2 separate regions of the Rattus norvegicus genome follow, and region 1 is linked to region 2. A link is a contact called in public Hi-C data. All regions are on one chromosome and are shown on one strand. The core of a region is the stretch at or near the end of the contact, and the rest is flanking DNA. Distances in the headings are between cores, read along the strand shown. Region 1 overlaps Zfhx3 (zinc finger homeobox 3). Region 2 has its middle 72 kb from the start of Trnat-agu21.

What was found. A called contact is a pair of places that touch in the nucleus more often than the background predicts.
Region 1: a contact with region 2 is called in a Hi-C map of psoas muscle, with 2.7 times the contacts expected there. The contact joins two enhancer-like sites. A contact is called at or near these places in 6 of 12 Hi-C or Micro-C datasets (Schwann cells, hepatocytes, liver and 2 more).

Annotation. Positions count from the first base shown.
Region 1 is chr19:53,756,622-53,761,909 of GRCr8, forward strand. The region is part of intron 5 of Zfhx3 (zinc finger homeobox 3); the gene reads left to right. Among named protein-coding and RNA genes, the nearest start is that of Zfhx3, 210 kb to the left of the region's middle. Within about 2 kb of position 1,775, at least 3 of the 93 cell types and tissues checked have an H3K27ac peak or open chromatin away from gene starts, as enhancers often do.
Region 2 is chr19:53,409,432-53,414,754 of GRCr8, forward strand. It overlaps a transcript of Zfhx3 not described here. Among named protein-coding and RNA genes, the nearest start is that of Trnat-agu21, 72 kb to the right of the region's middle. Within about 2 kb of position 3,915, at least 4 of the 93 cell types and tissues checked have an H3K27ac peak or open chromatin away from gene starts, as enhancers often do.

The DNA of each region.
Region 1 (5,288 bases), core at 525-3,024, 350 kb after region 2:
CTGGGACTTCTTAGCCAGCTACCTAGCCTACTCGGTGCCCTTGCCAGCGTGACACCTGAGGTGACCCTTTGGCTCCGCACACATGCGCTCACGTGCACCGGAACACCCTGTCACTTGCAGATGGCCTGGAGATGTGTTTAAGATTCTCAGGCTGTGGCCCTGTTCATCTCCCCTGCCTTGTCAGAGCTGCAACTTCCGTAAAGGTCGTCTGAATCCTAACAGGGATTCTTTCAAACGTACCCCAGTGCTTCCTGGAACATCGCTTTTCTTAGGCGCAGCTGTTCTCCTCGGGTCCCCTGTCACCTTGATTTTGCAGCTGGAGGGCTGTGCCCCACAACTGGGGACTCCTGGGCATCAGAGCTATGATCGATTTTCTCCATGACCCACCAGCAGGCTCTTTAACCTCCTGGGTCAGACATCCATTCACTACGTTACAAACTGAAGAGTATATAGCACAGCCACGCTCTCTTATTATATGAGAAGCAGAGAGGACACGTGGCCAATCCTGGACTTCTTAAGGTACCACGTACTTGTCAACTGTACGTGTGAGGGGCAGTGACTATATGGCATCTGCTAAGCGCTGCTCAGCACTGCCCCGAAACATCCCTAAGAGCCTGTCGGTTAAGTAGTGTGGCATGAGGTGCTTTGAGATGTAAGTTGGTCTACTCACTCTCTGGGGTCATCCAGCCCTGTTTCATGTTGCTGAACGGAAGAGGTAAAGTTAGGATGCTTCCGCTTGTCTAAAACCAGGGGCTGACTCTCATCAGGTTTCCCAGCCCCTAAGGGCTCCTGCCAGTCCCTGGAACTCCTGTTCATTTCTGAAAATGAAACCATTGCAACAGGTGTCCAAGACATTAGAGCAAGCTAGACCTTGTGGTATGCTGCATCCTCTGCTGTGCTCATGGAAGCCCTGTGAGTAGAGGAAACTGCAGTAGTCGATCAAACAGTTGTGGTCCCCCAGCCAGGGTCTGATTGAGACATTAGCAACACCCCATCCCACCCCACCCCACCCCAAGCTGATTACCCTGTCAGTGAGGACTAGTAACTTCCCGTCAAGGGAACTCTGCCCAGGGTGGGGAAAGGCATGTGGGAATATGTGTGTTCCTGACCTTCCGCAAAGGTACTCGGGAACCCCCTGAACCCCTGCGCGCTGGTCACTCAGCCTCAGCTTTAAGAGTGATGTGGGCAGGAGACCCTGTGGAAGCTCAGGGAGGCATCTGTGCAGACCTGGAGCTTTCTCTGCTGAGCGGAGATGACTGACTGACAGACAGGAGATGTTTCCAGTCTCCCCAGTCAGTGCTGGAAAAGGTGAGAGTGATTTCCATTTTCTGTCAAAGCTGCACCGGGGCTGAGGAGAGAGCTGCTCTGCCAGGCTAAGGGGGAACTTTTGATTGGTTCCTCGTGTCACGGGTTCACTCCCAAGCTGCCATGGTTCCATTAATAAAATTCAGTCAAAACCCTGGGGTGTTAGGTGTGAACTAGGAAAACACTGGAAGAGTGTGATTATAGTTCTATTTCTGGGATCTAGGCTGGCTTGGAACCCACAAGGTTCCAAAGTAGATAGATCCTCGCTGCCCTAAAACTAGCTGCGAACGTGTGAGTCTCCTTCCTTGGCCTCCCAAATGCTGGGATCGATCACTGGCAAGTGTCAATGATGCGTGGCCTGCATGACTCCTCCTCTGCTTGCTCCAAGTTCACGGTCATTTCAGCCATGTCATGAAACCAGAGGGGGGAACACGGTGAGTCCAGAGCTGACTGCCAAGTCCCGGCACGCACTGGGCTCATGGTAGCAACTGGTGCCTAGAAGGTATTAAATAGATAGTCAGTCAGTCAGTCAGACACAGACAGACAGACAGACAGACAGACAGACAGACAGCAAGCAAGCTGGTCTAAGTGAAATGGCAGCTGTTTTGACTGGTGGTTCGTTCACAAGTCTGACACAGAGGGAGCAAGGTGTCTTGCATGTGGAAACGCAAAACATCCTTTTGGGAGCTCCAATCAGCGTAGTTAAGCATCCTTATGCATATTTCAACAAGGAATTAGGGCGGCAGATTGATGCCTGGGATGTAGAACATCGTACTGTTCTCTCCTCAAAGCTACAGGGGAAGCAGTGGCAGCAGCAGCCGGCATCCACCAGTCAGCACAGGCCCACCATTCTACCACGAGACTTTCAGGGCTCCCCAGAGTGGCACCTTAAACTGGGGAGACAGCGACCTCACAGCTCAGGGTACCTACCACGCAGTCTCCATTCCCAGAGACAAACAAGTGCAGAGAAAAGCCGATGTGGATCAGTTCATCCTCCCAGGGTCAAAGTCAAGGGGACTTTGGCCAGCACTGATCGATCGCTGGTGCATAGGGCAGGGAGGCCAGCACTGCCCCTTTGGGAAAAGTGGGAAGAGCAACACAGGCTTTGGCTCTCCAAGATCTGTGGAAAGAGTAGGATTTCTCAAGACAAGGAAACCCGCCATTCTGTATAACAGACAGAACGCGTGCATAGAGGCGATGCCTTCTAGACTCCTGGCTTTGAACACGTGTCTGTATTTGCTTTTACAGTGAGTAGGTTCCCCAAGGGACAACTGGGTGTAGTCCTTCACCTCTGGCTAGAGACATCTTGACTCTGAGACCAGGCCTGTCTCTTTTCTTCCCAAATTAAGCTAAAAGTTCCAAGTCATTGGCTGGAAAGTGAACCGGCAGGTCTGCCCGGGCCAGCGGGGCTCTTCAACTCGAATTCAAGTTAGAGCAGATCGTGTTATGACTCCTACCAGTGACAAGAAGTGCTGACCGGGTAGCTATTCTCCAAGCGTGGTCCCTGGGCTGCCTGCCTCACCGGGGAACTTACTGGCTGTGCAGTCTCTGACTCTCACCTGCAGAAAGAGTCTGTGAGGAGGGCCTGCGGTCAGTATTCAGCGTGCCCTGCCAGGAATTTAGACACCCTCTACAGTTCAAGGACCCGAGACTCTGCAACCCCAGAGACAAAAGCAAGAGCCACTTATTTATAGGCCGAGTCCTGGGCCCCTTCTAGACCAGAGAGAACTGAACTTGACCAAAGACAGGGGTGCCTACAAAAGATGCAGATCCTTTGCCTGGGCAGATCACATTGGAGATGGCAGTGAGAGGTGGGACGGAAGGGCGCTGGCCATAGGGACAGTGTCACAATGACAGAGTCTGGGAGATCTTCAATGAGCATGGCTAATAAGTAGCACTTCCTTGCATCTGCACTCTTCTCAAAGCTTCATGTGAATCGGTCCTTACTTCAGGATGCAAGGGCAAACAGTGATGTCTGAGAGTTTCTGGATATTGCAAGCTCCAGCCTTTCTTGTCTGTAGCCGACCTGGTAGAGAAAAATGAACCTCCTTAAGTAACGGTGAAGCCCATCCATAATGAATTGGAACTTTCTTTGAAAAACTTTTCCTAGAAACAAAAAGTCAGCCTGAGGACGGTATGGCACGCCGGATCAGTGTGAGCATTGTCTTCTACTCTGGGGCGGATGGTGTGTTGAGCATGCTCTCTAGAAATGTGCAGAGCAGTACAACTTGAGGTACTGCTCTCAAGGAGATGCCTCACTAGGCTGGACGCAGGCATGGAGGAGAAACTCCAGTTCTTACAGACATGTGTAGACCCTCCCCTGCTGTGCGCTCACAGGCCTGCTTCTGTTCACTGGGGTCTCTCCAAAACCACTCTGAAACATCTTTAAGTGCCTGGCTGGAGGCAGAACGAGACCACGTGTGCCTAGAGACAGTTGGCAGCGAAGCAGACTCTTTGAAGGAATGTTGTCCTCTGTACTAGCAGAGGAAGAGAATTTAGCCAGATCTCTGGCCACTTATCAAGTGCAGTAGTTCTACAAGAACAGAGCCAGATAGCCCAGCTTGTCCCCTGGGGAAGGAACTGCAAGCAAACGCCAAGATTAGCTCTGCTCACATCGACAGTACGAAGATCACAAAGTCTTTCTGGAAACACAGCGCTCATGCTACTGCAAGGGAGTTGGAAGTCTGCAAGAGAGGCTGACAGAGAAGGCCTGAGGGAAAGAGCACACGCCTCACCTTTCTCTTAAGGAGAACCTTGAGCTGAAGGGCTGAGCGGCCATTCTCAGAGCGGTGCGCCAGGGTAACCATTCCAAACTCAAACACTTTAATGTGAAGCCGTGTTGGGGGGTGGGGAGGGGGAGAAAGTTCCCACTTAGTCAATGGAGATAGATAAAAGATTGCTGTAAATTTCTGGGGCAGGTGGCAAGCTGGTTTACGGAATGCAAGGCGATGAGAAGCTCTGGCTTACGGAAAGTCACATGAATTAATAATCATTTAATTGGCTCCTCCATTACGCTGCTGGTTCGGGAGATGGAAGTTTAGATGGAGGGGCTGTCAGTGGTGCTTTAGCTAAGAGTTTGATGTTAAGAAGAAGTGGGGGTGGTGACCACCTCTGGACTCTCTACCAGCATCAAATGTCAGGCACTGAGCCCCAGCCATCAGTGGGCTCCCCCCAAGGCCCCACAAAGGAAGAAACGTAACACATGGGGACATAGCACCTTCAAGTGACGAAACACCAAGGCCGGCAATAGAGAAGGAACTTTGAAGCGACATGGATAGCTCACTCTCTACTCAGGACCTTCCCAAGGTAGCATCTCTGGCTCACGGCCTAGTGTCCACCATGCCCACAGCCCCACCACTGGCTAAAGTGATGGGAAGAGGAATTTTCCGTGGGGAAACACAAATTAATTCAACTTAGATTGGTCTTCTTGGATTGCAAGGGAATGTCCTTTATGATGTCTTGAGGAAGCCGGAAGCTAGGACCTCAGGGTTCCTTTTGCTCGGTCTCTAGAGTTTCTCCACGTTTCTCCTACGGCAGCAGGCCCTTCCCTTACTTGGCTTCAGTACCACGCAGCCCATGGCACTGGACTGGAGGGAGGCATGTGCCGTGCCCGTCTGCAGTCCAATGGGGATGCACCTACAACTCTCTCTGCTCTGTGAGCGGACACAGAGGTTGGAGGTTCGGTAGGAATTGGTTCAAGGAGGAATGATCTCCCTGTGAGTTACAGAGACCGCCATTTTAGATGTAATCCTCCCACCCCACTCCAGAAGCCCGCCAATGGATGCTGTTCTTAACAATGGATATGTTTGAACACCATGAAACCTTTTATTGAAAACTGCAAGCCAGTGCTGGACATGGCGGAATGCGTCTTTAATCCCAGCACTTGGGAAGCAGAGGGATCTCCGTGAGTTCAAGGCCAGGCAGGACTACAAAGAGAGACCCTGCCTCCAAAAGGAGGAAGAAAAGAGAAGGGAAGGAAAAGC
Region 2 (5,323 bases), core at 2,665-5,164:
ATGGATGGATGATGGATGGATGGATGATGGATGGGTGGATGGATGATGGATGATGGATGGATGATGGATGGATGGATGATGGATGGGTGGATGGATGATGGATGGATGATGGATGGATGGATGGATGATGGATGGGTAGATGATGGATGAATGATGGATGGATGATGGATGGGTGATGGATGGATGGATGGATGATGGATGGATGATGGATGATGGATGGATGGATGGATGGATGGATGGATGGATGATGGATGGGTGGATGGATGATGGATGGATGATGGATGATGGATGATGGATGGATGATGGATGGATGGATGATGGATGGATGGATGATGGATGGATGATGGATGGATGATGGATGGATGGATGGATGATGGATGGATGGATGATGGATGGGTGGATGGATGATGGATGATGGATGGATGATGGATGGGTGGATGGATGATGGATGATGGATGGATGATGGATGGGTGGATGGATGATGGATGATGGATGATGGATGGGTGGATGGATGATGGATGGGTAGATGATGGATGGATGATAGGCGGATGATGGATGGATGGATGGATGGATGGATGGATGGATGGATAGATGTAGATGAGATAGATAGATACAGAGTTAGAGATAAAGATGGAGATAGAGATGGAGATAAAGATATTGAGTTTTCAGCACAGGATTCTCCGTGTAGCCTTCGATGTCCTAGAACTCACCCAATAGATCAGGCTGGCCTAGAACTCACAGAGATCCACCTGCCTCTGCCTCCCAAGTGCTAGGATTAAAGGCATGCACCACCACCACCGACCAAAATATATATTTAAATTATAAACTTTTAAAGTTCTTTCTAATTACATTTATTTATTTAATAGGGACAACATGTGTGCCACAGTGCCTGTGTGGAAGTCAGAGGACAACTCTGAGAGGCTGGATCTCTCCTCATACTGTGTGATCCCTAGGGATAGAACTCAGGTCCTCAGGCTTGGTGGCCACTGTCTATCTGCTGAACAGCCTCACAGGCACCATTACATTATAAGCTTTCAGAAGCAAAAGGAAGAAATCTGTCTATGAGACCAGAACACTACCAACTAAAGTTGATTGTTTTTATGATAGTTCTAAATGCTGCACTTGCTTAGAAATAATTACTCTGCAGTTTGTTTCCCTCCTTCAAACATTGGCATATTTTACCTAAATAAGAACTTTTCCAGGAGACATGCCATTTTATTGTATTTTCTCTATCACAATAGCCTGCTGCTTTTTTATTTCCGTGTGAAGCCTTGATTACAACAAAGCCAAGCACACAGTTCATAAGTTGACAAGGAACGGTGATTATTTTTAAGATCATATTAAATCCAGCTTTACCAGATTAAGCTGATCTCATGGCTCTCCTGCCCCCCTCCATCTCTCCATCCCTCCCTTTCTTCCTCAAACTAACACCCTACAAAACACCCTTGACTCTACAGCCAAAATGAAAGCTGTGCCGTGCCCTAAAACACCAAGACCATGGTGACACTGTCCCAGAGTTAGACCCATTCATCTCCCTGTCTTAGCATGCACACTATGTGGTGTTCCCCACCCACCACGGCTTCCCAAGTACTTGGAGCGATGAGATTCACCAGTTTTTCATCATTCTCGAAAAGGGAGTAGCTGGCGTTCCCGTTCCCTCTCTAGTGGACTCGTGATCTTCGTACCTGGAGGTGTTAAGAATTGCTAAGGGCTGTAGGACCTGTGTAAATTACAGCCATGCAGAGAGGCGTTGAAAAAAATCAATAAGTAATGAAATAGTACTGGAGTGAAGTAGCCAAGAGAGCAATGGGTGGGAAACTCCCAAGGATGCAGTTTCATTTTGTCAAAAGGTAAAAGAAGATGTTCCAGTGTGTTTCTATAAAGCCAGGCTTCCTAGGAAATCAGACGCTTTGGGCATAAACAGCAGTAGAGTTAGCTATGTGCTGCAGGGGCGAAATGGACTGTGGACTTTTCGGTGCTGGGTTTTATTTTAAACAATTCTGAATGTTATTCCAATAAAGCAATGTCATTGATGTATTTCAAGACGATAAAGTGTCTGCCCCTTGGGAGGGGAAGGATTAGTACCCTCAACCACACCCCACTTGCTCCGTCCATATTGCCTACATGAAGTATCGCCATCCCTTCTGATCACCCATGAGCAATGGTCCTCAGTGATGCGACTGAACCTTGGCTCCCAAGGGCTCCTAATGTTTATGATTGAGTCTAGCTAGACATGTGCAGCCTAGTGGCTAAAAGCCCCTCACTGGGTCCTCTCTCCAAGTAAAGGGCTTTATTGTGAATGAAGAGTTCATAAAACCGAGTGTCTCCAAGCTGGAACGTCATCTGATGATTTTTGTCTCTTTTTTTGGTTATTTTTTTTTTTTGGTTCTTTTTTTTTCGGAGCTGGGGACCGAACCCAGGGCCTTGCGCTTCCTAGGCAAGCGCTCTACCACTGAGCTAAATCCCCAACCCCTGGTTATTGTTTGAAAGTAAACTCAACCCACACTTCTTGGTAGGTGATTTCTGCTCCTCCCGTGGCCACTTGGAGCATAAAGGAAACTCCTCTGGGGGAGGTGGGCAACCAAGTAAACTGCAGGTCTGAACAAATGGAAGGACACAGGGTCACCACAGAGTTCACAAAAATGAATGGGTTGGGCCTGCGTTCTGCATATCTTTATATTACAGTCTTCAATCACAAATTATCTACATGGTCATATATGTATGTATGTTCATAACATCTGTATGTCATATCCAGATGTGGTTTCTAGCCTTCATTTCTTAATTTTAAAAAAATGGACCCTGGAGCGTGTTCCCAAGTTCCCTTTTGGGTTAGCTTGCGTGTCTCTACCTACTGAGGTTGAGAGCCCAATCTCTACTGAGATTGAAACTTTAAAAAAAAGAAAGAAAGATAGCATGGTAGAATGAAGAAAATAATCACCTCTTTGTGTAATGAAATGACTCAGTATAGTCTTTGGAATACTATGATTTGAGTCTTGAGACACCAAATATAGTAGCCTGGCTTATCTCCTTCCCCCTTGCCAGCCCCCATGTATGTGTGCACCCGGGACAATAAGAGTCTTTTATACCTGATAAAACAGGGCAATAACCATAAACAGAACAGGCCTGGACCCAACTGGCTATCTATTCATGATGTGTCACGTGTTTCCCAATAGTTAACGAACTGGCTTTCCTTGTTGCTTTTAACGCATGTCTGTGTCTGCTATATTGTGCAACATTGAAAATAAAGTCATGTCACAATGTCACAGTAAAAGGAAGGATACTTGGTTAGACCCTCCCCCTCAAAAAAACAAAAAACAAAAAACACAAAACACCACCACTTTTCCTTGAAAAGTGTAAACAGTAGGACCCCAGTTCGCTGATTTCACCTGCTTCCGTGTACATGTGTGATCCAATTGCTTTCCCTGCGTCCTTCCTGGACTACACTGTCCAGACAAGGTAGCCAAGATTAAAAAAAAAAAAAAATCTAGCAAATGATAGACAGGAAACCTGCAGTCCTCAGCATGCCCCGATGGCTCACTTGTCCTCCTCTGCTGGTTGGCCATGGGCAGAGCAATACCCACCTCCTCCAACAATCCATCCACTACTCATGGCATCGCAGCCACAATAATGAATCGGCATGTCTGTAGTACTTAGGAGGCTACACGGAATGAGAGGGAAACAATGTGAAGACTCGGTTCAACTCGGCACAGGCTGGAAATGGATACGGGGCATGGGGGGGAGGGGGGATGCACTAAAGTTGAAGAGGATTTTGTTTAACATGACAGTTTAAAAGACGTTGTGATGGGCAGTAAATCCTTCAATCGCAAGACCACGAGGAGGCCCTACTTAGACACAGTGTGCTGGTGTGATTCCAAGTCTCGATACCCACATAAACACTAGGGGGCGCCATATTAATACCAGTGTCCCAGCTCCATCGCCCTCCGAAAGCCCTCCATCATCCGGACCTTGGCTCTCTCTCCGTTTATTCAAGGCGCTGTTGCTGAAGGTCCATGACATGTGACCATTTCAAGAATGTAACATGAACTAATGGGGTAGAGTCCTCTCCAAAACTCATTCCAAGCAGTTACATCTTAAGGGCTACCTAGGTCTGTTCGTTCCTGACGTTGAGCTAGATGCCGTTTCTCCATGCCCGATACAGCATGGGATATATTCATCTCAAGGCTCCTTGACATTCTAGACGCACCATCACCTACCTCAGTCAGAGTAAGATAACAAACACTTGCCTTCCTGGACTGATGCCCACATGTGGACCTTAAAATAGATCCCTTCCTTCACTCTGTACTTCCCGTCCCCAATTCAGAAATTATTCTCCACAGAAGAAAGCTATCTGTCATCTACTAATAAGAGATCACTAGGTTCAGTCACAATCCCCAGGGTCAGGTTGGGCGACTGTGGACCTGGGTGCACAGGAGAGCCTCTGACCCCACTGGGCTACGATTCTGCCTACTTGTCCCCAGCGCAGTTGTAAGGATGGTTCTCCCCACACCCGCCATGCCGCCTCAAGCCGGAAGCTCTAGTTACTTCATTCGGGTTGGGCTTCTGAAGCTTAGAGCAGATGAAAATCTCTAAACAGCATTTAAACTACAAAAGGGGCTGGAGGTGGGAAGGGAATTCCCGGGGAAAGAAGTGATCATCGTAGATGGTGCCAAGATCATAGTCAAGAAATCGGCTCCCGTGTCCTACATTCATTTCAAAGCCTGAGCTATCGAATGTGTTCTCCTTGTTGCTGTTCCATTGATTTATTGAGTACCAAGTACATACGAAGCAATGAGGGAGCTCTACAGAGACAGTAAATAGAAAAGGTACATCCTCTTCTCTGCTCTTTTCATTTGCATAACTGCCTTACCCAGCATGCTTTTCTGTCACCCATCCCTTTTCCTGTCTGTGATGGCACGGTCTCCATCGCCATCTTCTTCCTCTCTCAATCCCTGTTAACTGAGCACGAGTGTAAAGAAACAAAACTGGGATGGGGAGATGACTTCACTGTTAAAGTGCTTGCTATACAGGCATGAGGACATGAGTTCAATCCCCAGATCCCACATATAAAAAACGGTTGGCATGACGGTACATGTTTAGAACCTCAGCATGGCAAAGAGAGACAGACAGGCTGATTCCTGGAGCTCTCTGGCTAGATAGACTCTCGGAATGGGCATGGGCGCACACAGAAACCAAACTAGACTGTCTAGTACTTACGGTACGGGCTCAGTACCGTAGATGAGCGTCAAGGCTTCTTTAAAAATTAAGGCTTCAGAAAAACGTGTCCTCTACTCACAAGTGTAAACACACACACACACACACACAC